Linked DNA regions of Bombyx mori: region 2 is linked to region 1. Evidence: chromatin contacts called from public Hi-C data. All regions are on one chromosome and are shown on one strand. The core of a region is the stretch at or near the end of the contact, and the rest is flanking DNA. Distances in the headings are between cores, read along the strand shown.

What was found. A called contact is a pair of places that touch in the nucleus more often than the background predicts.
Region 2: a contact with region 1 is called in a Hi-C map of whole pupa, with 2.6 times the contacts expected there. The contact joins two enhancer-like sites. A contact is called at or near these places in 2 of 7 Hi-C or Micro-C datasets (both in whole pupa).

The regions. Positions count from the first base shown.
Region 1 is chr25:1,366,373-1,372,280 of ASM3026992v2, reverse strand. The region is part of intron 10 of LOC101737806 (homeobox protein homothorax-like); the gene reads left to right. Among protein-coding and RNA genes, the nearest start is that of LOC101736885, 80 kb to the right of the region's middle. Within about 2 kb of position 3,085, at least 7 of the 8 cell types and tissues checked have open chromatin away from gene starts, as enhancers often do.
Region 2 is chr25:1,465,305-1,471,212 of ASM3026992v2, reverse strand. All of the region lies in intron 8 of LOC101737806 (homeobox protein homothorax-like), which reads left to right. Among protein-coding and RNA genes, the nearest start is that of Mir3215, 21 kb to the left of the region's middle. Within about 2 kb of position 2,777, at least 7 of the 8 cell types and tissues checked have open chromatin away from gene starts, as enhancers often do.

The sequences.
Region 1 (5,908 bases), core at 1,836-4,335:
GGTGGCGCATTTACGTCGTAGATGTCCAGTAACCACTTAGCACCAGGTGGGCTGTGAGCTCGTCCACCCATCTAAGCAATAAAAAAATTAAAAAAGTACTCTTTCCTAGCGAAATCAGTCTGTGAACATGCCTTGGTTGGTGTTCCACCAAGAATTTGTAAATTTTGTCGTTACAAAATAAAAAAATACAAGTCGCATCAATAATGACTAAGGCAAACATAAATGTTTTTTTTTTTTTAATTATATTGTATATTTCTTGGAAGTCCTGTTCGCCATCTTGTGACTCCTCAGTGCAGGTGTGGAATATAATATTTATGATCTAAAGAAAGGCTTCGAATGCTCGTTAAAGGTAATGAGGTGGTGGTAACGTAATAAATTTGTCGCTGCCCGGCCCCAGAGGCAGAGCATTTGCATCTTTACGTAGGTACTGTGTCCAGATTAGATTTAAAAAAAATAATACATAATATAATGACAAACAGAATAATGATTCCGATTCTCGATAAATTTAAGGTTTTCGTTGCCTTATATTTGGTTACAGGTTGAAACGAAGTGGCAATTTCAATTCGGTACGAGATGGAGAGAAAGGTTTTGTCTTGTTTTTTTTCTTTTTTCCTACCTATTCTAGTAACCTCGAAGGGTTATTCTAGATTCACCGAGCTAGTAGCTAGCTCACAGGGCTCTAGCCGGAGTGTTGCTTCGCAGAAACTACCACCGGATGATCTGGCGAGAAACTCAGTGCGCTAACTTATAGTGAGCAGTTAAGAGTACGATAAAATTTTTTAAAGTTAAATTTCAATGAAAACCTATGTAGATATAGGCTGCTTCCGAAAAAACATTTATTGGTTAAATTAAGCTTTGTCGAGAGCACAGTACGTCCCCCCGATAACAGATGGCGCTGCGAGCACGTTCCGAAACCGCCCAGTCAGCGTGACCCGACACTAGCTCGCCTCGTTAGCCCGACACGGCGCCTGTCACTTTTTTGACAGTTCCCGACTGAGACATCGATAGTGCGGCGCTTGTTACCGCCGGGGCGGAGCGCTACATTACATCTGTTGGTTTTGCTCTTGTAAGATCATTGTTAGAACAGCTTTTTTTTTGTTTGTAGCGATAGTTCGATAGCTCCACAAGTAGTTTGGTAACTATCGCGGCCCGGCTCGTCTCTGGTAGCGTTCGATCGACCCTCACGATGTTGCACAATGGCCCTTTGTTATCGTTCCCGTCATGTGTAGATCGGACGTGAAGTTGGAATGTAGAAATCGGTTATTAGCTCGTCGATTTATATCTTAGTCACAAGAAATAACTTCACTAAGCAAATTTTAGGTTAGAACTAAGCATAGAAGACGCGGCAAATTCGAATTTGGAATTCACAAGGCGGCGGGCAGGTGTCACGATACATCGCGTATTCATGACTCGATATATCATGGCCGCGAGCGTTAAAAAACCGGAAAATAGCGCGAAACGCCAGTTTTCCCGCCTTGACGTGCAATTATAAAGATAATAACGCTTTCGCGCCGCCCGGTTTTATTTGTACGTCGCTTGATTTATAACTGTTTGTCGGGTTCACGTATTCCGAGACCGCTTGCATCGGCTCAGCTGTTTCGAGTACGTTTTTTTTTTTTTTTCGTTAATAGGATTAAAGCGGCTCTGGCCACGGTTTATGTTACAAGTTGATATGATATTAACCTGCATAGCGATATGGTTGTTAAATACGTTTTTTATGATGGTCGTTTTGCAGGCTTAAGGTTTTTCGGATTCGAAAACCTTTTTTGGTTGCGAGGATGTAATAAAATAGAAACTGATTTTTCTTAACTTAAAGCTCCTTAAATTATTAAGGTGATAATGTTCATCCGTGTCTAATTAAGAGTAATTTATCTCCTCGATACTTATTTTATTATCTATTATATTTAGTAACATTCTATGAAACATATGCTTGAGTGTCCCACATTGAAGCCTAAAAAAGTCGACAAAACGCAAGCGACAAATAAAATTAAAACAAAAGATCTAAATGAAAACGCATCGTTCCCACGATCGAGCGTCGAAACCAAAACGAATATCAACTCAGAGGACGCGTAAACTATTTTGATTAGAATGGCATTCCCGCCGAAACTAACCTCGCGAGCCGCCATGACATTTTTCAATATGTCAACTTGGCCGCGTTTTTTGCGCGCCAAAACCAACCTCACTTCTGAAATCTTAATCCTAAAGCTTTTAACGAGAATTAACAAAAATACGATAGATTTTAACGTCTTAAGGTTGAGATTGAAAATGCTCGAATTACTTTTGCACTAAAATAGGCTTTTGTATAGTTAATTTTGGTAATGTATCAATGACAACAACACTATAATGACATATCTCCATTAAGTTTAACAATACCCTCCGCACCAGGAAGCGGGTACTTAATTACATCGAACTGAACATTCTGAGAATTGATTTTTTTCTTCTTCTGGAAGGTTCCGCTTCGGTTTGATCATTAATCACAGGTCGAGACTCGGAGGTAATGTAATACGGGCGCGCGAGATAACATTATCGTAAATATAGTTTTACAAAATGTATTTACCTACCGCGCAACATGAAAAGGATAAAAGACCACGAGGATGCCAACAGCGCGACACTTGAGCCGCAGGAATCCTGTGCGCAATCTTGCTTCATCATCAGAATTTACATTGAGTAATATGCGTATTATTTATACATGTAGGTACCAGTGAAATATCATGACTCGACATGTCTTCAACAACCATAACATATATATAACCATAAAACCTAAGCTTGATAGAATGAATGTGTCGTCCTTTTTCTCGTTAACAATGAATCCTACACAAAAATATAGGAATGATATTCGTTTAGCTAAAATACGAACAATTGAACAAATTGTGATCAATACCGCGCAGACAATATCGCAGGTAATAGCTAGTATAAGTAGTATAAGCTAATAGCCACAGTTGCGAGGTTTATTTCTAAAAAAAAAACTAAGAACGTCGGACATTTGAAGTGGAAAACAAAACATCGATCAAGCCTGTTCTCTCTCACATAAATCAGTCGGAATAGAAAGGGACAGGTGCACTCTGCTGGCCGACTTTATAAATGGGCGGAGCGATCAGAGACGTCACCGATGTCGAAACAAAGGAGCGGAATGGATATAATAGAACGGTGCAGTGTGCGAGCGGGACGGAGGATGTTTTTTTTAAATGAAAACTCCAAGGCGGTCGGGAAACGTTAAGAAAAAGGCGTCGAAGCCGTAAAGATGAATTGTTTCTGATTAATTTGCGCGCGACAATCCCGATGTACTGGAGGCACTGCTGCTAATTATAACGATGTTAATGCGAACACGGTCTGAACGAAATACTGTAATGGCGTCCGTTGATTAGCGGAGCACGTGCGATAAGTGAACGGTAATTAAAACTAGACGTTACGGTAAAAAAGAATACGATTTTGATTGACATGAAGTTGGGGACGGATGAACGAGTTCAGGGCTCAATAAGCGTTAAGCGGTTACCGGGGTGCTTAAAAATCACAGTGTGTAATGCCGATCTTGAGACATTACTATTATTATTATTATTATTTATTCTTTATTTGTACACACTGTTAATATAATACAGTAATTGCGATAAGATATAAAAAAATGGCGAGCTTAACTCAACAATTGAGTTATCTACCAGCTAACCGTTCTCAAAGAAGGAAAGCTTTACATGAGTGGGTAGATGATTTACTATGTTCTGAGCGAGCTCACAAAACGATCAACCTCTAGTATGTATGCATTTACACATAGGTAAAATAAAAAGTACTTCAGGTACATCAAAATAACTAGAATGCTTAGAAAAAGTAAAGGAACTATCGCTCTAAGCGATCTCTTACAGTCAACCTTTGAATCGAGATGATTTTGGAAATTGGAGGGATTCGCTCCAATACAATCCAAAAATTGATTCAATAAAATAAGTTTCAATAAATTTAATAACAATAAATAAGTGGGAAAAAATCACTCGAATGTTTTTCTAATAGGGGAATCGAACCCATGACCCTCGGCGCAATTCAGGGCCGCTAACTACAGCACCACTGAGTCAGTCTATGTTTTATGAATACTGTGAATCACGAAGACGTTTCTGTGCGTTTGTACTTTATCAAGAAGCTATGGGGCAGTGGGATCAAATTCTGACAGACTCAATGAGTGATAGATTAGTATTCGTGTCGGTAAAACGTATAGAACTGGTCGTTAATCTGTGGAACGAGTGTTGCATTATTTTATTATTAAATTCAAGGCTTTTTCTAAGGCGGGGAACGCGGGAAGCGATGTTGTTTGAATTGCATTATTTTGTTTATTCAGTGTTTCTTCGGGTTCAAATGTGTGATACATGTGGCTTGTTACCTATTCAGCATCTGTGATGGTGTCGTGTGTCGTGCACGAGCTTAGGAAGCCGATAAAGAGCCGCTGAATGTGGGTTCTCGACTTCCACCAAAAGCTCTACTGAAAGCTCAATAAATAATTACCATTTTACGAAGTCTTTATATCTTCCCAGCTCATCTCAATTTATTTAATTTCATCCCAATTGATTACTGTCTCAAATAAATCAACTTTGCATCATTTCATCCGAATAATTTTTCGTTCCATACTATTTTTCATATAGCAGAAACACTTTAAAGATATGGCTGTATGGTGCGATACTTTCGCTTTTCCTATCAAAAGTAAAATCAAAGTCAAATGTCAAAATCGAAATGTAGCTATAACGAATCAATCGTCGATTCCCAGCGAATAATAGAATTCGTATTATCTGGAAACAACTTAAGAGTCTCCGAGGCAATTGTGTGGCCGGTCATTACGCTACACTTAGTTGTGACACGGATAGCGACAATAATGGCGTCGGTTGAGGGCGCGCGCGGGAATCGGCGACACAATAAACGCAGGTATCAATTGAATTAGCGCATTATTCAAATTGCGCTATTATTATGATGCGGCTGCGCAATTTGCCTATCAAGCCCTGGTGAGTGACAGCCCAATGCGCTCGCACTCATTACGAGCGACGTATATAATTTTTGACGTGAAAAACGTAGTTTTTATTGGGGGCATTATAATAATTCTTTTTTTTTCGTATTCGAACGCTCTGATTTTGAATTTCGTATTAGTTTAATAACGGCCAGAGTTGTTTGAATGCTTTCGATTACTCCGCCATTTGTAAGCCTCCATCGAATTTTATGAGACCCTATAGTACTCAGGCCACATTACGAAGAGAAAGGAAGACAATCTTGAAACACCGGTGATAACTGGCAAAGTGGAAGAAAAAAGATCGCGGGGCGCAGTACAATGCTTTGGTCTGACCAAATCCGCACCACCCTCGATTCCACCATTTACGATACTCTCAGAGTATCCGAAGACACGTACATCGGGAGACTAAGCTCATGGCTGGATGTGGTCATGACCCTCACGCACGAGGAGTACGACTGAAGGAAGTAAGCTGCACCACTTAGTTGCTTGTTCTCACTAGAATTCACCAAACAATCGAAATTCGACCATAATCTCCGATACGGTCCCGATACGCATATAATGTCAGAGACTGTACTATCTGACTATCCTACGAAAAATAATAATTCTACAAGCCATCTATCGCCCGGCTTTTCGATACCTGACGATCAAGATATCAATATGGCTTGAAGATACGATGAAATTATGTGGCAAGTCTTAATGTCTCTCTTTTCCCTGTCAACTACACTGCGGTTTGTAGTCGTACCTTAGGACCCTGGAGATTTTGCACTCAACTGTAATACCTAAGCCGTGCCAGCTCATAGTTTCGAGAGGATACTTTATACCAGAGGTTCCCAAACTTATTTTGTCTACTGCCCACTTTGAGAACAAATTATTTTTTAGTACCCCCATTTTTTCACCCACTTAAAAAACACTATAGCCAGAGCTCAGTCGGTG
Region 2 (5,908 bases), core at 1,528-4,027, 99 kb before region 1:
TCGTGCGACGAGGAGTTCAACCTGCAGGATAAACCATAGACACGACCCACTGAGTTTCTGATATTCTCAGTGGGTCGCTATTTTGGTCTAGTGGATTCAGCGAAGCACTGCTCTTGCTAGGGCTCTAGTGTTAGTTTTTTTTTAAATTGTTTAGATGGGTGGACGAGCTCACAGCCCACCTGGTGCTAAGTGGTTACTGGAGCCCATAGACATCTACGACGTAAATGCGCCACCCACCTTGAGATGTAAGTTCTAAGGTCTCAGTATAGTTACTACGGCTGCCCCACCCTTCAAACCGAAACGCATTACTGCTTCACGGCAGAAATAGACAGGGTGGTGGTACCTACCCGCGCGGACTCACAAGAGGTCCTACCACCGGTAATTACGCAAATTATAATTTCAACTAAACTCTCAGGGTAAGCGAACTCGCCTGCCGAACCAGAGAAGTTGAAATAGCCTACCGAACCAATAACTGAGGCAGATCACGGAGGATTGTAGTAACGGTGTCGGCAGACGTAACTCCCTACCATCACCGAAGAGCGACAATGCCTTTCTAACATCCATTCACTGCACTCGCAGCTTAACGATTGCAGAAGCTCCTGGGCTTTATGTTAATGAACTTAACTGATGTCGATATAGAACTTACTGTAGGTACTCTTAAAAAAAAACCCATGTGTATCGATGACCTTGAACTTTAGCTGTAGGTGGACTTTACATCAGGTGAGCTCCAAGTGAGTAGATAAGGTTATTTTGAAGGTTTTTAAGCGATAAGATTTTCTCAAATCTGAGACACCTTACATTAGAGACAAGTATTTTTGCGCTGAGCCGTGATTTGTTTGGAATTTTTATTTTTTATTTTTATTGCTTAGATGGATGGACGAGCTCACAGCCCACCTGGTGTTAAGTGGTTACTAGAGCCCATAGACATCTACAACGTAAATGGGCCACCCACCTCGAGATTTAAGTTCTAAGGTCTCAGTATAGTTGCAACGGCTACCCCACCCTTCGAACCGAAACGCATTACTGCTTCACGGCGGTAATAAGCGGGGTGGTGGTACCTGCCCGTGCGGATTCCCAAGAGGTCCTACCACCAGTGATTACGCAAATTATAATTTGCGGGTTTGGTTTTTATTACACGATGTTATTCCTTCACCTTGGAAGTCAATCGTGAACATTTGTTGAGTACGTATTTCATTAGAAAAATTGAATCTGAAAAAAATTCATCAAAAATAAATAAAAGCCTGTACTAGACATGAGCTATTATCTCGGTCAGTCAATAGACAGAGTAGGAATAGCGTGAAGAAGTCATCTGGTCTAACTGCTCGATCAACATCGGTACCACGCAGCACTTGTCAAGATAATACGAGCTGCTCCGGAGACCAGTTCGTTATGGTGACGTCACTGCGGTCACAAACGCGCTGAGCTTCAGCTCAACGGTACATAGGTTAGCTCGCGAAGACTTCATTACAAATTACCTCCGCAGCTAGAGACACGACTTTACAAAACTGCTTTGCGCCAGAATTTGGCTGTGTCTTCTCATAACACAGTCTATTTTTCTAATGAATCTCCTCTTCATAGTGCCCTCACTGCTGAGGATCGCGACCACATGTGACTTTTCTCCGCAGTGTTCGATCATGAGCGGCACGGTACTCATGGTATAAACGACTACCAAGCGACTTAACCAGATTTGACGGTCTGGCTGGTGTTCTGCTCACGGCGCGCTTGCCTTCTATGCGACCCGAAAATATGAGCTTCATATTTCATGTCTGGGAGACCGCATGATATGTCCGAAGAAGCTCATAACATGTTCCCGGCAGACGACACAGAGGCTTTTTCGGATGTTTAGCTCCAATGAATCAGTCGCGGGTATCTCCCACGTAGATGTCACGCTGTTGATAATAAGCGCAATGATTTTTATTGATAACATTCGAGTCCCTTTGTGACGTCGTAAAACTAGAACGCGCGTAATGCGGTGACTCAATAAACGCTGCGCTTACGGAACCAAGGCAAGCAGAAACATCATCCGATCGTAAAAACGATCGTAAAACTGGCAATATTCATAACGAGCAATCAGTGTTTTGAGGGATATCGGAGGATCGATCAGTGTCTGCAGCGCAGCCTCGGGCTCCAGCGTGGACCAACGCGTGAGGTTACGGCTTCTCCGCATCATGATCCGGGTCTCGATTATATGCTAATGCGAGAATAAAACTTTCGTTTACGGAAACGGGCTATAAAATTTGTCCGTAATTCGCGGTCGTTTACTGTCGGCTGGTACCGCGTCCGACGCACCCACGCACGTCTTCATTACGAGGCCCGTTGTATCGGCACCGACGATCTAGTCCCGGACAATGCGAGTCGAACGTAACAGAAACCGATCGAGCGAACCGAATACGAGAAACGTAATCGGAGCGTCCCTCGCGTCGCCTCAAATAAAACAAAACCTCAATCAAACATCTCAAGGTAGGTCGGTCGGTGCGTCGACCCGGCCGCCGGGTCCGGTCCGGGTGGGTACCGCGCCCGCGATCAAAAAACAACAAAAGTATAATAATGTAACGCGCTAAGTATCCGTCTTAAAAATACGCCTCGATCAGCGGAGTGCGGTGCCGCGCCGGCATCTCGGTGGGACAGCAGCGCGTGCCGCAAACCGAACCGAAGCCCGTCGGGCCGAAGGTCGAGAGTCGAGAGGCGCTGTCGAGAGGAGTCCTCGCGCCGGAGGGCGGAGGGCGAGCGGCGCGCGGGACGGGGTCGTGATGGATGGCCCAATCAGGCGGCGGAGCGATGCCGGCCGCGCTAATCGAGCAGTGAGCTGGACCCGCTCACCCGCCCCGCACGCTCGGCCGTCGCCGCTCCTCGCATCGACCTCGCCGCACGCCGACACTCCGCCGAGAAATCGATCAGGAACAGGAGAGACGACGGAGCTGAGGGCGGACGACGAGCGAATCCTTCGTTCGATGAATAACGCCGTGTTTACGTGCTGCCCCGGCCGGATCGATAACCACCAACTGCTGTAAACAACCGTGCGAGATCACAAAAAAAACGGCGAGTGGTCGCCGCCCCCGGGACTATTAACGGCCACGTGACTAATTTCGGGAGCTGTCACGAGCAGCGACCCGGGCACGCGGACCGCGGGCCGCACTCCGCCGCCGCGATGCCACCGTCGCTAAACGGTTCGCTTCGAAAGGGAGCAATAGTCTCGTGAGCCGCCGCCCCGGTCGGCCTCAATAACAGAGACAGAACACACAGAGATAGATCACTGCGAACAATTAATTATGTCTCATCGCTCGACGGAAAGGATCTTTATAAATCAACGGACATCGCATTTTATCGTTGAGAGATCCTCCCGCACTAATCCCGTCAGAATTGAAATGAATCTAATGAAACGTGGATACGTAGACGATAAAAAACAAGACAACGCCGGGATGACCTACGAGTATTTTAACTTTTTTTCCGACGTTCGCTCTCGAGGCGTATTTTTTATTATTTTTAATTCTGTCTCTGGAACGACGTCGTTTTTTTGATTTTGTTTTTTTTATAATTCTTTTTCGTTGCCTTTTCATAAATATTTTAAAATCGGATTCGTTCGGAGACGAGCGGAGCGAATGGATTAGGATTTAGATATTTTCGGGCGCGTAATTTATGCCCCTCTTTGTTGAGATATGAATAATGAGAGAGAAAGATAAATCTGTGTTTCGGTCCGGTGCTCGGTGCGGCGACCCGTCGCCACTCACCGCTGATAGTGCCCGCCGCATATGGCCCGTCTTGGCTCCATTGTTTTTGTTTCCAATGAGCATTTGTGTGCGATTGATTCGCTCTCGTTCGTTCAGAACGTTTGATGGAGCGGCGTCGGATCGCTCCCGTCATCCGTTCATTGTCTCCATTACCCTTCGTTTGTAATTGGTACACACACCCGCTTCGTTCTCTACGAATTTAATAGTAATCCAATTTAGAGTGGGGCCTATTTAAATTCCAATACAAATGATCTGGGCCATAAAGTACCGGCAGCAATTCGAAGTATGCGCCTCGTTTAAAAAGCCCTTAACGAAATTATTAAAGTAACTATATAATAAAAAAAAAGGGTCAAGCCGATGATTTACCGACGTCAATTTTGACAGCCCGTAGTTTTGTTTCACCGAAATTATAGTTATTTGATGGAATATCCATCTATTTGAAATAAACGTTCCGTTGAAAAAACAAACGTTTGCCTGACGGAGACTGCGCTCAACGGTCGGAATGTCGGAAATGCGATCCTTCATATCGAGTGACTAGATAATTGTTTCGATTGAAGCAAATAAAGATTTTTATTTTGAGGAAATAAAATCCCGTCTCACTGAAGTATTAGAGGTTTGTTTGCCGATCGCGGACTCCCGCCGCCCGCCACTCGCTGTCATACAATATATTTGCATCAATATAAAGGCAACTTTTTATTCATAAGCGACCGTTCGTATACAATAATGAGGCGGATAATAAAAATCGCGTATTTATACGAGGGCTCGCTCCGCGGCGGGACTCCGGACGATTCCATTCGATCTCTCATACCGAGTACTTTATTGAACGTATTTATTTGTATTAAATGTTTTTTTGAGTCATCGCATTTCACTCGGATGCACAATAAAAACTGGTATTCGACCAGATTAAAATTGTAATTCGCGTTGTAAGTGACGCTTGTTTCTGCTTGTTTACGGTCCGCACAAACGTATCGGAGGATGCGCGGCGGCGGCGCGGGTCTGGCAACCCTGAGTATGAATAATATAAACGAAAAGTCAAATGTCATAATTAAATATATTTATATAATTGAACTGAAGTCGGTTATAATGGAGAATACTAATTTTGACTTTTTACCCGAATTTTTCAAGAAACACGAAACACGCGACAACTCTCAATTGAAACATAATGATAAAAAAACCTGACTAGACATTTACATGGATTTGAAAAAGATACTAAAGAAGAATACTAAATAATTGGCTTTTTTGCTTTGAGATATAAAACTAAATATGAAAATGTAAGAATTGGCCGTATGGTTTAGTTCCATTGCCTTTCCCTTCGAGAAAAACCCTACTATTACTACTACTACTACTACTGCACTGAAGTCGGACGAAAGGAGAGGCATCAAAACGATGCGACCGAAAAGTAATTTTTATTTCGCCATTTTCAATTAAATATCTGAGTAATGCGTAAAAACGCCTTGAAATATTCCCTGAAAACGTTCTTCTGTAAAATTTTAATAAGCTGATATTAATTATGCTAAATTATGTAACGGTTAAACTCAGATAGCAGGCTCGTTATAAGAAAATGTGGTTAGTAAATCTAATGATAGTAGTGAAAAAAGAATAAGAAGGGCATATTTAAAAATGACAACGTTGCCTGTTTTTTTTTTAAAGTTTATTTGAACGCGATCACTGAAGTAAGCTCCAAATTTGAATTTATGATTACGGCGCCAAATACATCTGCTGTAAACAGACAAAATGAAAACTATTATAGATTATATAGTTTCTTCTAAGTTTATTGATCGATTATTTTAATATTTATTTTAGATGACGATTTGATGTATCTATAAAAGTTTTATAAACTTCTTTAATTGTCTTCTCCTTCCTAGAGTTTTCTCCGGTCACCGTAAATTAACCCACAGACACAGCCCACTGAGCTTTTCGCCGGATCTTCTCAGTGGGTCGCGTTTCTGATCCGGTGGTAGATTCTGTGAAGCACTACTCTTGCTAGGGCCAGTGTTAGCAACACTCCCGGTTTGAGCCCCGTGAGCTCACCTACTAGCCACGGTTACGCTGAAATAGCCTCTAAGGCTATCAGCTTAGGTAGGAAAAAAAAACAAGGTGTTTTCTCGTCTTAATGCCAGGATCCAATTTCCTACCTAAACTTCTCCATCTTGCCCGGTTTTCGGCATCGTTCTGGGCGA